2 separate regions of the Mus musculus genome follow, and region 1 is linked to region 2. Evidence: chromatin contacts called from public promoter capture Hi-C data. All regions are on one chromosome and are shown on one strand. The core of a region is the stretch at or near the end of the contact, and the rest is flanking DNA. Distances in the headings are between cores, read along the strand shown.

Region 1 (5,537 bases), core at 1,072-3,571, 360 kb before region 2:
TTACTCCTGCCAAACTGGACCGTAAGACATTTGGCATGTCTGATTAAAAGTTTATGGAGCACAGTTTAAGTATACCTAATCTGTCTTAGAAAATATTAACTTAGAGTTTAAATGAATAGACGGTGAGTACTATTACTCCATCTTCAGGCATCTTTGTGGCACTCGCTTTATTATCGACCACTTGTAGTAGTGAAAAAAGAAAGAGTCCTCATATCATAGGAAACCTTGCAAATTTCTAAGCTTATTATGCATTTGATTCCTTCAATAAGTCTTTAAAACAGAATATGCAAGAGATTGTCATTCTAATTATTCTCATTTTGCAGAAGTGAACTTGAGGCTCAGAGAGCTACAGAACTTTAATTTACCCATGTCACAGGATGTGATTAGTGGCAGTGCTAAAGCCAGGTCTCTTAAACAAGACTGTTCTTACCACAGATTTTCATACTCCAACCTAGACAACCCATGGTTGTATCGACAATTCTGGAATGATAACGTGGTGCTCATGTCATTATCTTCTCCTGAAGACTGGCTGGAAGACCTTTCACGGACACAGCTGTAGAACCACTTTGATCTAACATCCCTAGATCTTAGAGCATCTAATAGCTGAAAGAGAGTAGCAGTTGGTCTATCAAAATAAAGATTGTAAGGTGCTATTGTCAAGCAGAATGCAGAGTGCTGAAGGATGGAACAGAAGGTGGAGGATGTGATTAGAAGCAGAAAAAAATAAAAACACAGAAAATCCGTTTTCTTGAGATCCTCTGAGAGAAGTAGGGACCCTCAGTGTGCACAGGAGGAAAGAGGAAATGAATGCATACTTAGAACACGGACCTTAGAGCATGTCTTTCTGGAAGGCAGAAGGAAAGTTGAGCATCAGATCCCACCCTGCTCTGTGTCAGGGACTACGCCCAAACTTTTAGAGGGGATATTCAATCAATGAGTACCTGTCCACCCCTCACCGTACACCAAACACAGCTATAGATGTTAAAGATGCTCAAGTAAATAGACAGACTAGAATGACCAGAAGATTCACCTCCTCCTCTTCTGGTAGTTTATCAGGGAAAGGTAAATCTTGGTATGAAACCAAAACAAGTGGTCACAGGTCTCTGGATGTTCCGCCCTTCTTGGGAGGTTTCTATTCTACACAGTTGCTCCGGTCTGCCTCACAAACATGCAAACTACAATATCCTTGGATGCCTTCTCTTCTCCAGAGCCCATTTTCTGGTAAACTCAACCTAGGTGCTCTTCTTTATAGGACACTGAATTGTTGGTGACCATGGGTGTAAAGTCAAGCCTATGCATAGCAATTCCTCCCATCCCAGGAAATTACAGTTCATACGTAAATCTCACAGTGCTCACGACCTGTGTGTCTATGCCTTGTGTATAAAGCTCAAAGACCCTCTTCACATAAAATAAGCTTGCCTGTGGCCAGGAAGGGCAATAAGCATTTAAGTGCATTATATTATGCCATTCCATCCTACTGACTTTGTCCTAATTGAGCAGGCTTGAACCTCTGCAGGTGACAGATGTCTTTCATTCCCGTCCATAATATGCTGGACACAAAAGCAAGAATCCCGTCCCTGTGCATATCAGAGCCAAAGGGCTGGAATCTTATCAGGAATACTTTGGGAGCCCTAAGCCAAAGGTCTGTTAATTCACGATACTGCAATAAAATTGATTCTGCTAGGGTCCTTGGGAGAGTTACAGATGACTTCCTTTTAAGAACCATTTTATTTACTTACTTATTTATTTCCATGGTGATATTAGGGAATCAAACCTAGGGCTTTGCACATACTGGACAAGTGCTCTAGCATTGAGCTACATCCTCTGGGCAGCACATTTATAGATTCTTTGAGCCAGGATGGGCAACCTTACTCCTACTCCGTGCAAAGAATGAAACAAGGAAGCTACAACTCTGGTCAGTGAAGGAAGAGTTTACACAGACAACGGGGAGAGGGATCTGCAGATTCAATTATTTATATTCTTCATGGTTTTTAATTGTGGCCTCTTTGCCTGGTGTTCTCAACTGCTATCACTTCTGTTAGCTACACAGGTTGATAAAGCTCCCCCATCCTTTAGCCCCAACTGAGGACTTTTCCTTTGAGCAATGCACCCACACATTCCTCTCAGCCACTTCTCAGGTATTTCCACATGTATTCCAGGGATCCAGAAAATTCCCCTTATCTCCATTTTCAAACTTCGCTTATATAACCACCATCTGTCTGGCTTCACAGGCTAAAAATCAAGAATCAATCACTTCCAATCTTTCCCTCACCCGTTCTTCCTTCAACCAATCTGTCACTAAGTCCTGCCAAGTCTTGAGTCTCACATTTCTGGCCCCATAGCTCCCTCTCTGTCCCCCCTCTGTCTGAGATCCAGCCCTAGCCCTTCCAGCTCGTATTCACAATTTTTTGACTGACATTAAAGAGAAAAGATTGTATGTAGATGCTGAAGTCATTATGAAAGTTGTTTTTCAGGGTGGGGCATTACAGGCTATGTAGGAAGGAGCCGCCATGGCATGGAGAAGAGCTTGTTATCTGGATGCATCTAGGACAATGGAGAGTGGTAGGCAAGGAGCAGAGTAGGGAAAGTTACTAAGTAGAAGCATCAGGGGGAAGGGGAGCCGTGGCTAAACAGATTTGATGTGATAGCTGTGCACAACAGGGCAGGAAGGTAAGCTAGTGAAGTTGGTGCATGAGAGTTTTGATCAGATATCAAGGATGCTTGAGCATCATAGTGAGCATAACCAGCAGGATTTGTATTTAAAATTTGGACCAAATGAACAGCCAGTGGGCCAAAGAGAGAGTTCACTCCCATCACCTTTCACCATTGTTCCAAACACACACCACCACGATCTTCCAATAATACACACTTAAGTTGATAGGAAAAAGGCTAAGCACCCAAGCATAGCAGGCTCTCTCCCTTCTACTTCTATGCCTGGGAAGGACGGAGATTTGGTCCTTGATGTCCTTTCTAATCTTCTAACAACGTCACATTTGGGTCTAAGTCTGCAAATCCCTCTTGCAATGGAATCCTTGATCAGCCTGATGCACAGGCCTCTTCTCAGCTCAGTTGCCCTTGTGGCAGTGACCATCCTGAATCCCATTGCTAGGCAGAGTCTGGCACTGAAGCCTGGCACCTTCACTGATGACTATTTCCTACTAAATTGACAGGTCTCTGGATCTGTATGGCCTAGAAGTTAATCCACAGCAATAATATTAGTAAAAACACGAGTAATCATAATATTAATACAAACGAGTATCATGTTTCCTATCACGGCGCTCACTGTGATGTTAGTAGCATAGTTGCTTAATTATGTTTATTTTTCAAATAGTTTTCACAGGGATCCTGTGGAACAATGACTCTCCTTCTTCCCACATGGAGAAGCTGAGTACACTTTACCAAATGAGCACACATCACAGAGCTAGTATAGAGCAAAACTGATTCTCAGTCTCCAGAGCTGACTGACCCCTTGTTCTTCCCCACTAAGAAGCGCTACCACATTACACAGGGTCACAGTGCAACCTGGAACATGGAAAGTAATGGTGGAGACACGGGAGGTGAGTGTAAATAAATGGCTAAAGCTGGAGGACCAAGAGCTGTGAGGTAACACAAGAACAAGCATTGGGTGGTGCCTGAGTGCTGGGAGAGTGGAAAGGGTGTTGTAGATAGAGTGACAGACAGCTCTGGCTAGATGCAACACACATACAGGAACAGTTAGGCAGTGGGCCATGGCTGGAGATGGACAGAGCCAGTTTCTCCAATAAATCTTCCTTGGAGATTTAGCAAAACAAGTTTATTGATTGACACTGTTCTCTTGTTCTCAGGCCTGCCACGTGGCTTATGAGGGCCCCAGGTTCAATCCCTAGCAGAGGACAGAAGTGAAGAACAGACTAAGGAAGAAATCAGGAATAAAAGCCATCTAACAAAGCAAGAAAGAGTTCTCCTTCTAATTTCCCAATAAAACTTCAAGCTTTGGCCCGGTTCTAACCACCTGAAGTCCCTCCCCATCACTGTTGCCCAGGCTAATAATTTTTGTGCTGAAGAAGTTTGAGGTGTGGATTCCATTGCTCCCTGGACAGTGCCAGCAGTAGGAAGGGAGGCACTACTATGAAGTTTCAAGACTCATACTACTTTGAAATTATCACGTAAGAATTGTCACAGGGGGACCCAGTAAGGCTGCAAGTTCTCCTTGCTTTACACTGCAGGACTGAGAAGGGAGTTGGAGGAGATTAATTACATTCTCTGTTAATCAATGCAAAGACATATTTTTCTGTTCCTCCATCTCATAATTTTTATTTCATCTAGTTTGGGCTTTTTTAGGGTTGCCAGATGTCCCAGTTTCAGTGGGACAATCCTGCGTTTTGAAGGTATGTCCCATCTGCTCTTGAAAATATTTCTGTTCACTGCTCTCTTGTCGACTGTGGGGTTTTTAGAGCTGCCAGCCAGAGTAGAGCTGCTGGAGGGAAGATGATAAATTATTGTAACACTATAAAAAATATCACTCACATCCACCACTACCTCACCTAGTGACACTTCAAATTAATTCTGCAGGGATGTTTGTCATGAAAGGTGAGTCACAAGATAGCCATCTGAGGATGGGAAGTTCTTTCCATCGTGCCTTGAAGAAGATGCAGGATGGGTAGGAAGAAATCCATAGAAGAATTCCTGGACTAGCCAAAGGAACACCTGCCTCTGCCATTTTCCTGGAGAGTGACTTGAGGCTGTTTACTTAAAAGGAAAAGTGGGGGAAACATTGAGCACCTACTGTCTACCCAATACTGTATTGACAATTCAGATGAAATATCTAGTTAATTTCTATAATAAATTGGGTGGCATAGATTTATATCTTATAGATAAGAAACTTAAAACTCAGAGCCTGCAAGATCAAACTCCTGATACAAACCCCACTCCAGAGGCTTACCCTCATCTGCTAAGCAGACAGCATCTTTGCCTTGATTGCTAGAGAAACAGGTATTGAAGGGTTGGTTTCTATGGTCTCTTCCAGGCTCCTGTGATACCAGAAGAATCTGTCCATTAAGGCTCTTTCTGTGGGAAGCTTTGAATGGACAAGCCACGCTGAGAAAACCTTCTAAGTCTGGTCTGATGTACTGTTTAGCATGGCTTTAAGACAGACATTGAGGCTGGCACTGCTAGATAATAGCATAGTGACCTTTGGTCATTGGTCCAAATTATCTTCATCAGTCATCCTGTGACACCCCTTGTTTCTTGTAAAGGAGACTCGAAAGTGCTGCTTCGGTTCACTGTCATCTGAAGAAGGGCCACTGGGTCCATTATTTACAGCCTCTGGAACTTGTTGAGTGAGTTTATCATCATTACTTGAACAGAACAGGTCCCTGACAGTAGAGGCCAAGCAGGGCAGATACTGATGGTTGCTGCTGTCCCAGATAATGGGGATCCTCAGAGTAAGCTCTATGCCAAGAGGAAAATGAGAATGTTCTGGAATGGCATCAACTGAGTTCACTAATGTGCACTGACCTCCACCATACAGTCAGCCTCCTGTTGTTTGGTTTCTCATG
Region 2 (5,338 bases), core at 1,326-3,825:
GCCTGGGGCATCACAGCTCTCCTCACACATATCCTCAGGCCCTTCAGTCACCTCAGGGTCAGCTCCAAAGCCAGTGACTCTCAGGTGAGCATGACACTCCTGATCCTAGGCAAACCTCTGCACTGGGCACCCTGGGTTCTGCCATTTGGTCAACAATCCTGAACGATGAACAGAACGCATCCCTGCCAGACCACCTCCTCAGTGAGAAAACCGCCTTGTGGCCCTAGCTACTGTCCTTTCTAGACTCCCACCTGGGTGCTGATCTATAAATATCCACTGAGTCCATGTCACCATTCAATACAAATGGAAGAAAGGAGTGTCCAGAAGTAGGAGCATGACAGAGAGGTGACCATGTGAGAAAACAAGAGCTCCAAAGTGCTTCCCCAATCAGCCCCCCACGAGCCTGAAACACACACACACACACACACACACACACACACACACACACACACACACACACACACACAAAACAGGATGTGAATGCGAGCTTTAGCCTGGCTCAGTCTTGGGAGTACAGGAAAAGGTCCTCCTCCAGGCTCACCACAGACATGTTTCCTCGATACACAGAGACAGACAGACAGACAGACCCTTGGGGATCTCAGCACAGATGCACCACCACCCATGAACCACTACTGATGGCAGAAAGTAGGAGGGACCACATCTGACTCCTGGTCACACCACACACACTTGTTGATGGATTGGTCAGAAGATCTGGCTCAAGGCCGGCTCCAGCATGTCCTGTCTTTAATTTGTGTGTTCAGAGTTTGGCTTGTGTCCAGACTGGGGCCTTTGCCTGTTCTTTCCAAGGTCAATGAGGAGCAGGAGTCCTAGGCCTGCACTTGGGAATGGGGGCTCCTCCAGCCTTACCTGCCACCATATCAGATGCATCTCAAGGCCTTCTGAGCAAAGAGCTACCTGCTATCCCTGGGCTCCAAAAGGCCTCATCACAGTACAAGTAACCCTTGTCCCAAACCCACAGCCACCCTCCAGCCTGCAGCTTGACCTTCCGAATGGTCTGCCTCAGTCCAACTGCAGTCTGGGGGCAGACTGCCTTCCACGTCCTCTGTATGGGCTCTAAATTCCTACATACCCTCACAGGAATGCACCTGAGCTGCCACAGGGAAAAAAAAATCCAAACAGATGCCTATTTCTCTCTCTTTAGGCCATGAGGGAATTATGGGACATACAGCCTGAAGTAAAGAAAAGTAGTCACAGCAGCCCTGAAATGGACTGAGGAATTAGCCAGACCCCCTCTCATGCCAAGGTGGTCCAGAAGGCTCTGGGTTCCTAGAACTGAAGCTCCACTCCCTAGCAGCGAGGGAAATGCCATCGCCATCCCCTTCCTGCGTGTTTGCTCCTGAAGATCTAGTTCCACGAACTGGTGCCTGGTCCCTTGCTCTTGCTGACAATATGATCCTGCTCCCAGTAGTCAGCTAGCTACTGCAGAGCCTGGGCCTTTAAAACAAACATCAGGGGTCTCGGAGGGGCCCACTACAGCAACCCCACTCCCACAGCGATTTTCCCCCACAGGCCCTGCAGGGCGTTTCCTTGTTAGACCACCAACCCCCAAGCGTCTCTTGGTCAACCTCTCCCCGAGCCCCGGGGAAAGACTATCCTTAGGATAGTCCTATAGCCGTAGGGCTATCCTTTTAAAAACAATGCTAAAGCTTATCTCTATTGGGGGCACAAACTAAATTGATCCCTATCTTATCTCCGCAGCTCATCCCTCAAACGCCCTGCAGACTGTAGAACCGAGTTCCCAAGAGACCCTCCAGCATTTCTTTCCAAATCCACGTAGGCGCTTTGGTCCGACCTGGAGACAGGGAGATCGAGCTCTGGGGGATCTCTGGCCGTAGTGTCATTCGTGCCCCTGAATGCCTCTTTCTGGCACCAGAAAAGGCTGAGACAGCTAGGCCGATACTCACTGAATGGTCTACAATAATGTGCTCCAAGCCACGGTCCGACACTTGGATGGAGCAGAGAGAAGCGTAGGCAGCCCGCGGCGGCGGGAGAGGATGGGCTCCGACTCTGTGCCCCGCGTTGGCCCTCGCTGGCTTTGGGTTTGGCAGAGCACGCGGCTCCTGGAGACCTCTGGGCTGAAGGAGGGGTCCAAGGGCCCCGCTGGAAAAGGGTCTGGCGCTGGGCGAGTGCGGAGCAGAAGGACAGGCCAGGAGTGGTCCTTACCTGATGGCCTCGGGGCTGGTCGGGACTGCTGGGCGCAGGGGCTGAAGGTGCAGGAGGACGCGCAACCCGCGAATCCGCGCCCAGAGCCGCACTGGCTGGAGCGTGTGCGCCGCGGAGCGCGCGCCGAGCCTGGTCTCTCGGTGCGTGTGGCCGCGAGCAGCCAAGTCTGTGTGTCCCTGCGCCGCGGTGTGTGCGTACTGCACAAGGGACCGCGCTGCTCCAAAGTCGCAGCCAGTCGCAGTCGGGAATCGGAGCGAGGCGTCCCTCGTCTCCTTTAGCCCACCCTGTGCCACTCGACCGGCTCTGTCCTGCGGGAGAGGCGCCGCCTCTGCTGCGCAGCCAGGCCCGGGGCCGAGGGAGGCGATAGACCACCGCCTCCCCGGCAGACCTCGCAGGCGGGGGGTGGGGTGCAGGCCAATGAGAGCCCGGGGGGCGGGGTTAGGCCGGGGGCAGAGATGGGGAGCTGGATGAGGACCACCGCGCTGACACAAGCCAGAGCTGCAGCAGGGACCCAGGGCGCGGAGGCGGAGGTAACAGCCCCCCTTTCCCAGTTCTGTCGCAGAGCTTCCGGGCTGAGTTGTGCCTTCCTCAGGGCTCACCACCTTTCTGTCCAACAGCAAAACATCCACTAGAGAAAGCCCTCTCCCTCTCTTCTCTGTGTTCCAAGCCTCCTCTGGCAACCTGCCACCTGAGCAAGTCCCTGGCCCTCTTTGGGCCCTCCTCTGCTCACAGTCAGGGGTCTAGAAGGGATGAATTGCAGGTGCCTATCTAGATGTCCTCGAATGTGACACCCCAGAGAACACCTCTATAGCCAGAAAAGGAGTAGAGGTGCTTACGGGAAGTCTGTTAAAAATAAATGAGACTGCCCTGCCAGCTCTGGGAGTTTGGGTGTGCGGCCTGATGTTTCTGAGCCTCCACTTCTTCACCTGCACCACATCGTTTCTATTTCTGGGCTCATGAGAAGAACAACATTGTGTAGGAACAGTCTGTGTGCCAGTAGCAAACTTGTACTAGGCTCATATATTCACTGATGCTAAACAAATTACTATTGTTGTTGGTGATATGGTGTACTCACCCTTCTTCTGGTACAATTTGATAAGCAGGAGCTTAATGAGCAGAACTCAGTCAAATAAGGTCACAGTGCCAATATCCTGCCACCTCCAGTTTGGCATAACTGTGTCCAGTCACAGCATCCTGAGTTCTTTGTATCCCCATCACTTAGTCTCAACTGGCTTCTGTCATTGCCTGTTCAGGCAAGTTCTGAGCCACCCTTGATGTGTGTCCTTCTGAAGAACCTTCAAGGAAGAAGAGGGAAGGAGAAAGAACTTGAGCCTTTTGTTAGCAAGGTCAGTCTAGCTGAAAACAAAAGGACAAGGAGATGGAGAAGACCCATGAATGGGAGCCACACAGAACCCTAACTGGTAAGACCTACATGATCATTTTACATCCGACTTCACAATGAAAACAGAAAGGCTAAGAATAGGAAGCAACCTGATGCTCCAGAAAGATGTATGGAGTGTCCTATATACAGACAGCAAGTTTATGATTCCCCACTTAGTCCAGGAAGCACTGGTCACCTCGTAGACAGCTGGCACTCGCTTGTGTTCTTTCAGGCCATGTTCCAAAGGAAGAGCAGTGGAGAATATGTCTTCTCTCTTAAGAGTGGTCAGGACCCCCTCTAGGGAGAGTACAGCTAGACGCTGGGCAGAAGTCAGCAGTCAATCAGGAGCAGCTCTAGAACGCACTGCATCTCTCTCTGGTCTGTTTTCCCAAACTGGAGGTCAGCTTCTCTACTTGGCCTCCAGCCTTGATGTAGGACGGATCAAATGAGATGTCACCTGTGAAAGTACTCTGCAAACTGCGAGACATTCAAGGGGAGGCAGGGCTGTTGATAGCCTCCACATAGGAAGTGGAACATGAAACATGGGACATTGGCACTAGGGGCTGCCAGGGAGGGGGAGATGCAATCACTTACCCACAGTAGATCAGATCACTCCACTACGGGAATCCTGACGCTTTGAGTTTGTGCATCCAGTTCCTGGCTCATTACATACTGCTGGTTCTTCATGTCTGTGTCTGGGAACCAGAGCCCTGCTTTCTGTTGTGTGTTAGCAGGTGCACATCATGGAATATGAGAAAGACAGTCATGGTGGGTGTCTTCCTCTATCCAGGCAACCAGCTGTGCAGAAAGAAATGAGACATTCATGTAAACCCACATGTCTTCCCTTTGCTTCACAGCCTATGGCCTGAAGGTGAGTCCCTGGCAGACTCCAGGTAGAGGACAGTCAGACTTACTACTTGTACCCAACCTAAGAGCCAGGTATGCCTGAAGTCATCCAAGAGCGATGCTTTTTCCTAGTTGATTCACCTCACAGGAGCACAAAGATGACTTACCAGACCCCAGCAGATGAATGTGTTGTGAGTTATGCCCTCCATCATTCTGTAGGCCCAGCATGGGCTTCTTTGTCATGTGCCTGACTCGGGGATTTGTCTCTGGCTCTCCTAACAAATGTGTTCCTATGAATAAGAACTACACCAATTCTGGTGCCCCAAACCAAGAACAGAGCCAAGATTTCCCATTATCTCTATGGTCACTCACCCAAAAAGCCAACTTCAAATTCTAACCTTGACTCTCCATGCTTCGCAGCTTACCGTCCCCACCCTCGCTGCCTGGCTCTGGAAAGCATTGGGGTAGGAACGAAAGGTTCCCAGAGCCCTCTTGAGGTGCCTTCCCTCCCAGAATTGGAGAATGAGGAAACTCATGGTTCCTACCCTGAGGTGCTCACTACCTCATCCCTCTCCACAAGCCAGCCAGCTGGGCAGGCAGCAGCTGAAAAATATGGGTTTTAATTCAATTTCCTGAGATGAGGGACTGAGGGAGATGAATGCCAGGTCACCCTACCCAGCATTCATCTCTCCTGCACAGCCATTCCTTCCGTGACACAAGCCCAGCCCTGGCGCCACTCAGACATAAGCGGTACCTTCCAGAACACAGGTGTCTCGGGGTAAAGACCTGGCATCCCTGGCAGGCTCCCACTCTGTAGAACCAAGTCTGCTCAGAGAAAGGACCCTTCTTAACTATTCTCAACAGAATCTCTTCACAAGCTTTGAAAAAACACCCCTGCCCAGGCCTCACCACCACAGATAATTAGAT

Evidence for each region. Promoter capture Hi-C pulls out the DNA fragments that hold promoters and counts their contacts.
Region 1: a promoter capture Hi-C map of hippocampal neurons shows a contact between it and region 2, with 5 times the contacts expected there. The contact joins the enhancer-like site here to the promoter of Adcyap1r1 in region 2. A contact is called at or near these places in 12 of 39 promoter capture datasets (the 3T3-L1 cell line, 3T3-L1-derived adipocytes, the SN4741 cell line and 8 more), 1 of 484 Hi-C or Micro-C datasets (embryonic stem cells) and 1 of 115 datasets of contacts at active chromatin or transcription factors (embryonic stem cells).

The regions. Positions count from the first base shown.
Region 1 is chr6:55,805,570-55,811,106 of GRCm38.p6, reverse strand. It overlaps a transcript of Itprid1 not described here. Among named protein-coding and RNA genes, the nearest start is that of Gm38820, 3.5 kb to the right of the region's middle. Within about 2 kb of position 2,321, at least 4 of the 459 cell types and tissues checked have an H3K27ac peak or open chromatin away from gene starts, as enhancers often do. A contact at or near this core is called in hippocampal neurons, where this site is marked.
Region 2 is chr6:55,449,215-55,454,552 of GRCm38.p6, reverse strand. It overlaps Adcyap1r1 (adenylate cyclase activating polypeptide 1 receptor 1), which reads right to left and starts at 2,575. Exons shown (of 17, transcript NM_007407.4): 1 at 2,185-2,575.